2 separate regions of the Mus musculus genome follow, and region 1 is linked to region 2. Evidence: chromatin contacts called from public Micro-C data. All regions are on one chromosome and are shown on one strand. Each heading gives the region's core, a stretch centred on a gene start, on an enhancer-like site or on the middle of the called end of the contact. The rest is flanking DNA. Distances are from core to core; before and after follow the strand shown.

Region 1 (3,772 bases), core at 476-2,975, 2.3 Mb before region 2:
GCCTTTCCATCATACAAAGCACGATGGCTCGGACCAAGAGCCAGGACCTGCTTCCCACAGCCCGGGCCACGCGGGACAACTGCCTGGGACATTTGTTTACCTCTCCTAAATGAAAGGCCTTAGGGACAGTCGCCAGGTGTTTCTGCACAGTGGGGGCGGGGTAACAAGGAAAGATCCGTACTCACCCTCCCCCCTAGCCTAGGCCCCACAAAGTCGTGGCTCTGGGGAACGCGACAGCCAGGAGTTTCCTTAGGACTGGAACAGCTACGAAGGAGCCAGGAAGAACTGGGCAAGCCCGGAGGAGCTCGAGGGTTCGCGGAGCCTCCAGGACCCCAAGGCTCTTAGGACACACCTGCAAGTCTGCAGCGGCAGCGGAGTGCCCAGCCTTAGGCCGGAGCCGAGCCCAGCCGGGCTGCCGAGAACTTGCAGCCTCGTGCGCACTCCCGTAATTCGCTAATTGCTGTAAATCCCAAGGACGGCCACATTTGATTACACATACAGTATAAGAACCGACAACAAAGCGACGAATTAATTACCAACTTCATTAACATAGGTCCCCAAATTAAAGGCAACGAGCTGTTTCTTTGGGCCCACTAGCAGTGGTGGCGGTGACTGAGGTAGTGAGGGAGGGGTGGGTTTTTTCGTTTTGTTTTGTTTTTCCTTCTGCATTGGGAGTTGTGAGGGGAAAGCTATCCTCCCCCCCCCTCCCCCTCCCAGCCTCCATTCACACACTCAGCAGTAGCGTTTGCCCCTCACCTCCCCCCGCCCCGTCCCCTAATATTCTGTCCAGCGTGTTTCTGCTTTTCTAGAAAACTCTGATTCTTGTTTAAAAAAAAAAAAAAAAAAAAACCAGTCTGGACCAGAAGAAGTTGAGTTGGTTGACCCTGCAGCATCCCAGCTCCCGAGTTTCGGCCTCTGAGTAGGGCGCCTCCATCCCTAGTAACTCCCAGGCCTGAAGTACCAGGCGTTTGTTCTTAAGCACAAACTGTTTCTACTGGGGGCTTTTTGTCACCTCATACTCAGCTGGAGAGATTTGAGGTATCCCCTCCCTTGGCCGGAAATCTGCCTTGGCGGTAGATTTGGGAGCTCACGTTTTCTTTTGTATCTTGCTCTATGCTTATCAAATTGAAAAAACATGCCTGGAAAGCCAGAACTCCAGAGACCAAGGGTTATTCTAAGGGGTAAAAGAACAGCCAGTGAGGACGCTGGAGTTTTCAGACAGTCCATAGCTGCGTGACTCTCTGCCTACACTGCATGTTCACAGCTCAGTTCCACTCTTGTTCATCTTCACCCATTTTTCCCTCAGCGCCGTCTGGTCCTCTTCAAGAGAACATAGCCCTGTTTTTAAGCCTGTGCCTGGGTTTGAGTTCTGCCTCTGACCCACACATTCTTTGCTAGCGTTGGAAATCGAAAACGGGGTACTACCCCCTCCCTCCTTCCCCTAGCTTTGACTTAAATATTTTCCTGCTTTATGTTGTTTGGTATCCTTTCTCTAAAATAAAAACAAAAAAGAAAAGGAGGATAAGAAGGAGTATAAAGGAAGAAGAAAAGACCGAAGAGGGAGGCCTTCCTGTCCATCATTTTAATTATACAATTAGTTCACATGCTTGGGCCCATAATGTATATTTTAAGCGTAGCCCAGTGTTTTAAAGAACGTTCTGGTAGTGTCGGAGGCCTGGATTTGTTGCCTGCTCTTCCCCCCGTGCAGCAGCGGCCTGTTTTCCTCCCCCTGTTGTGTGTTTTTATTATTTTCCCTCTGGCTTAGATGTGTCAATCATTCTCTCCCTGCCATTGGTTGGAGAGTTTGCGTCAAAAAGTTGCCAGAGAGGCGCTTTCTCAGCAAATCTCCCTGAGAGCGGAACCTTCCTCAGCTCCAACTCAGCCTCCACTGTTACTAAAAAATAAAAATCGCTAGAGGAGCTCAGTCGCCACCTCTACTTTGTATGTATCGTAGACGGACACAAGCCTGTTTACAACTCTGGCCACTTCATTTTATGTTTTCTTTTAATTGTTTTTTTTTTCTGGTTATGTTTGACTTTTTATGGAAAGGTGAAGACTACAAGGTTTTTAACTGAATGCTCTTGATTTCTTTTAGGATAGCTGGCTATTTGGAATTTTGAAGGATAATTTGATTTTTTTTTCTTTTCTAACGTCCAATGCGGCTGTAAGGTAAGTGTCCGTCTGTCTTGTCTATAGCGATATCTTTGTGTTCCCCCAGTCCGCAGTGACCTCCGCTCCTCCAATGTGCAACTCTGCGGACGTGGAACTTCCTTGGGTGGGGGCGGGCGATGTATTTTATTTTTCTAATGAGAATTTTGAGACGAAATAATGACCATTAGGAAAAAATTTGACGATCTGTAGAAGAGGGAGGGAGTGGGAGGGAGCGAGAGCGCGTGCTCCTGGGGGTCGCTGCTACCGAAGAACGTCGCAGAAATCCTAGGAGTCTAATCTGGGAGTTGGGGAGGGGTTTTGTTCTTATGCCCACGCTATTCATGGCTTCTCCTCGCGAGCTTTGCATTTTGGCCCCTAGATTGAGCTGGAGTCCTTAGGTTTGGTTCCAAGGGCGTATTTTAGAATCCATGACAAAATAATGCTTGTGTAATGTACCTAGGTTGGTAAATTAAAACAAAGATAATAAGGTGGACGCTTCCGAAAGACGGAGCTCCCGAAGGCCGGCTCTCCATTATCGGCGGGGGCCTCGGGCTGCCTCTAGACTCCTCGGTTTGCAACGGGAGCCGAAATCGGAGCGGATAACCGAGGAGGCGACAGCGCTGGCGTCTTGTTACTCCCGCGCCGCCTCAGCTCCTGTTTCTCGTCCTCACTCCCCAAGCTTAATGCCCCTCTGCTCTCCGCCTCTTCTCAAAGCCGCTAGGGCTCTTGAATCTTTTACAACTCTCCTCCTCTCCATCCCTAGGGGTGCGGCTCCCCCAAGCCCCAGAACTGTACACTGAAAGTCGGGGCTTCTGGGCCAGATCGCCAGGCCGAGGCCGCTAGTTGGACAGGTTTTAAAGGCGACTGTGGCTAGTGTGGTTCAGGGCACGCGCGCCTCAGCCTCTGCGCGCAACTGGGACAGCCAGACCTGAGGGTGGGCGCCTGGATGCTCCTGGTCAGAGACCCCGGAGTCCCTCCCTAGGAAGGACTTCGAGTTCTTAGTTGTTTTGTGTCTGGGGTAGCATCGTGGCCCGTTAAGCACTTCTGTACTGCCTTTTCTGGCTTGGGGACAATGAAGTGTCGTAGGTCAAGGCTGACCTTATACGGAGGGGCTCGCCGAGGCCCAGCCCCTGCTCTCGGCCTGCCCCCAAAACGAACTATTAGAAGGTCCCCGCTGACACCCGGCCTGGGCGACGGTTCGCGCGGCAAACTCCGAAGAAGTGGCGGTGTTGATGCGTTCAAGGGACTATTGAAAGCCAGTGTCCGATTTCACTGGAAAATCTGAAAACCTTAGAGCCCCAAACCGATTTGGTCTTTTGGAGGGAGAAGGGTGTATGGAGAGAGAAAGAAGGCCCAGCCGCGTGGACCACTTTGGGTGGGGACCGAGAGGAGTTGCTCTTCCTTGGAAACTGTGCCCTCCATTCCAGAGCTTGGGGGGGGGGGGGTGTCAGGATTTCGTCTGTTCACCTCGGGACTTTTTCCGGCCACTGAAAGTTATTAGCACTAGAGTGGAGTTGGGCGCAAACTCCTCCCCCAGAGAAAGGTAGACACCCAGGCCTCTCCTTCCAGACCTAACACCGGGGCTTCTTCGAACTATAATTAATAGTCAAGAGCAACCCTT
Region 2 (3,651 bases), core at 994-3,493:
GGGGCTAAAGCATGCACCACTCTACCTGGCTAGTTTGTATCCATCTAAATTGGGGAAGAAAGAAGTACAGCTGTCCCCAGAGATAACAGCTGGGTTTTCCCATCAAACACCTAGAAATCCATTTTAGATTCTAAATAGGGTTTGTCAGGTAGCTTAATTAGAAACTTTCAGACTGGGTTTCACAGACTGGTTGGGCCAAAGGTCACTTTATTGTCTGGGTTTCAGCAAAATGAGACAATAGCTGTTATTCAAACAACATTTGGGTAAGGAAGAAAAATGAACAAACACCACTCTCCCTCCCCCCGCTCCGTGCCTCCAAATCCATTAAAGGCAAAGCTGCACCCCTAAGGACAACGAATCGCTGCTGTTTGTGAGTTTAAATATTAAGGAACACATTGTGTTAATGATTGGAGCAGCAGTGATTGATGTAGTGGCATTGGTGAGCACTGAATCCGTCCTTCAACCTGCTATGGGAGCACAGAGCCTGATGCCCCAGGAGTAATGTAATAGAGTAATGTAATGTAATGGAGTTTTAATTTTGTGTTGTTGTTTTAAATAATTAATTGTAATTTTGGCTGTGTTAGAAGCTGTGGGTACGTTTCTCAGTCATCTTTTCGGTCTGGTGTTATTGCCATACCTTGATTAATCGGAGATTAAAAGAGAAGGTGTACTTAGAAACGATTTCAAATGAAAGAAGGTATGTTTCCAATGTGACTTCACTAAAGTGACAGTGACGCAGGGAATCAATCGTCTTCTAATAGAAAGGGCTCATGGAGACCTGAGCTGATCTTTCTGTTCTGGATGAGAGAGGTGGTACCCATTGGAATGAAAGGACTTAGTCAGGGGCATACAGTGTGCTCCAGGCTGGGGATGGTCAGGATGTTGTGCTCAGCCTCTAACACTCCTTCCAACCTGACATTCCTTCTCACCCTTTGTCTCTGGCCAGTAGAATACAGGAACTCGTTCCTGTTTTTTTTTTTTTAAATTCTGAAGGTGTGTAAGTACAAAGGTCAGATGAGCGGCCCTAGGTCAAGACTGCTTTGTGGTGACAAGGGAGTATAACACCCACCCCAGAAACCAAGAACCGGAAATTGCTATCTTCCAGCCCTTTGAGAGCTACCTGAAGCTCTGGGCTGCTGGCCTCACCCCTTCCCTGCAGCTTTCCCTTTAGCAGAGGCTGTGATTTCCTTCAGCGCTCTGGGCAAATACTCTTAGCCTGGCTCACCTTCCCCATCCTCGTTTGTAAAAACAAAGATGAAGCTGATAGTTCCTTCCCAGCTCCATCAGAGGCAGGGTGTGAAATTAGCTCCTGTTTGGGAAGGTTTAAAAGCCGGCCACATTCCACCTCCCAGCTAGCATGATTACCAACTCTTGTTCTTACTGTTGTTATGAAAGACTCAATTCCTCATCTCCCTTCTTTTAAAAAGGGGCCAAAGGGCACTTTGTTTTTTTCTCTACATGGCCTAAAAGGCACTGTGTTACCTTCCTGGAAGGTCCCAAACAAACAAACAAACAAACAAAATAACCATCTGGCAGTTAAGAAGGCTTCAGAGATATAAATAGGATTTTCTAATTGTCTTACAAGGCCTAGGCCTGTTTGCCTGCCAAGTGCCTGCAAACTACCTCTGTGCACTTGAAATGTTAGACCTGGGGGATCGATGGAGGGCACCCAGTTTAAGGGGGGTTGGTGCAATTCTCAAATGTCCACAAGAAACATCTCACAAAAACTTTTTTGGGGGGAAAGTCACCTCCTAATAGTTGAAGAGGTATCTCCTTCGGGCACACAGCCCTGCTCACAGCCTGTTTCAACGTTTGGGAATCCTTTAACAGTTTACGGAAGGCCACCCTTTAAACCAATCCAACAGCTCCCTTCTCCATAACCTGATTTTAGAGGTGTTTCATTATCTCTAATTACTCGGGGTAAATGGTGATTACTCAGTGTTTTAATCATCAGTTTGGGCAGCAGTTATTCTAAACTCAGGGAAGCCCAGACTCCCATGGGTATTTTTGGAAGGTACAGAGACTAGTTGGTGCATGCTTTCTAGTACCTCTTGCACGTGGTCCCCAGGTGAGCCCCGGCTGCTTCCCGAGCTGGAGGCATCGGTCCCAGCCAAGGTGGCAACTGAGGGCTGGGGAGCTGTGCAATCTTCCGGACCCGGGCCTTGCCAGGCGAGGCGAGGCCCCGTGGCTGGATGGGAGGATGTGGGCGGGGCTCCCATCCCCAGAAGGGGAGGCGATTAAGGGAGGAGGGAAGAAGGGAGGGGCCGCTGGGGGGAAAGACTGGGGAGGAAGGGAAGAAAGAGAGGGAGGGAAAAGAGAAGGAAGGAGTAGATGTGAGAGGGTGGTGCTGGAGGGTGGGAAGGCAAGAGCGCGAGGCCTGGCCCGGAAGCTAGGTGAGTTCGGCATCCGAGCTGAGAGACCCCAGCCTAAGACGCCGCTGCGCTGCAACCCAGCCTGAGTATCTGGTCTCCGTCCCTGATGGGATTCTCGTCTAAACCGTCTTGGAGCCTGCAGCGATCCAGTCTCTGGCCCTCGACCAGGTTCATTGCAGCTTTCTAGAGGTCCCCAGAAGCAGCTGCTGGCGAGCCCGCTTCTGCAGGAACCAATGGTGAGCAGGGCAACCTGGAGAGGGGCGCTATTCTGAGGATTCGAGGTGCACCCGTAGTAGAAGCTGGGGATGGGGCTCAGGCTGTAACCGAGGCAAAAGTTGGCCTATTCCTCCTTCCTTCTCCAACAGTGTTGGAGGTGGGATGATGGAGGCTAAAAGGCACCTCCATATATGTTACTGCGTCTATCCAACCTACTTTAGGGAGGTGCGGGCCAGGAGAGGCGGGAAGGAGAGAAGGCCTTGGAAGAGAGGTCATTGGGAAGAACTGTGGGGTTTGGTGGGTTTGCTTCCACTTAGACTATAAGAGTGGGAGAGGAGGGAGTCAACTCTAAGTTTCAACACCAGTGGGGGACTGAGGACTGCTTCATTAGGAGAGAGAACCTAGCCAGAGCTAGCTTTGCAAAAGAGGCTGTAGTCCTGCTTTGCTCTAAAGCGCGACCCGGGATAGAGAGGCTTCCTTGAGCGGGGTGTCACCTAATCTTGTCCCCAACGCACCCCCTCCCAGCCCCTGAGAGCTAGCGAACTGTAGGTACAGAACTCGCTCCCATCTCCAGGAGCTATTTTCTTAGACATGGGCACCCATGCATTCTGCCTTCTGGTACTCTCCCCTCCCTGGGAAGGGGTGTAAGGTTCGACGGACCGTGGCCAGGATGCCGAAAGGCTACCTGTGCGGGTCTTCTGCCATGCTGTGTCTGTGCGGACATGCCAGCAGGGCTAATGAGGAGCTTGCGATACTCCAAAGGGTTCGGGAATTGCGGGGTCCTTACACGCAGTGGAGTTGGGCCCCGGGGACTCAGAAGGTTTCCCGCCACGGCTTTGGTTGATAGTTTTTTTAGTATCCTGGTTTATGAACTGAAGGTTTTGTGAGATGTTGAATCACTAGCAGGGTCATATTTGGCAAACCGAGGCTACTATTAAATTTTGGTTTTAGAAGAAGATTCTGGGGAGAAAGTGAAGGGTAACTGCCTCCAGGAGCTGTATCAACCCCATTAAGAAAAAAAAAAATACCAGGAGATGAAAATTTACTTTGATCTGTATTTTTT

What was found. A called contact is a pair of places that touch in the nucleus more often than the background predicts.
Region 1: a Micro-C map of embryonic stem cells shows a contact between it and region 2, with 20 times the contacts expected there. The contact joins the promoter of Otx2 here to the promoter of Bmp4 in region 2. A contact is called at or near these places in 3 of 39 promoter capture datasets (cranial neural crest, hippocampal neurons and pre-B cells) and 2 of 484 Hi-C or Micro-C datasets (both in embryonic stem cells).

Annotation. Positions count from the first base shown.
Region 1 is chr14:48,665,597-48,669,368 of GRCm38.p6, reverse strand. Otx2 (orthodenticle homeobox 2) reads left to right here and starts at 1,725. Exons shown (of 5, transcript NM_001286482.1): 1 at 1,725-1,941; 2 at 2,096-2,169. Otx2os1 (orthodenticle homeobox 2 opposite strand 1) reads right to left here and starts at 81. Exons shown (of 5, transcript NR_029384.1): 1 at 1-81.
Region 2 is chr14:46,389,261-46,392,911 of GRCm38.p6, reverse strand. It overlaps Bmp4 (bone morphogenetic protein 4), which reads left to right and starts at 2,243. Exons shown (of 4, transcript NM_007554.3): 1 at 2,243-2,608. Gm15222 (predicted gene 15222) reads right to left here. Exons shown (of 1, transcript NR_166856.1): 1 at 3,630-3,651. RefSeq lists promoters at 1,154-2,560, 1-2,560, 2,611-3,651.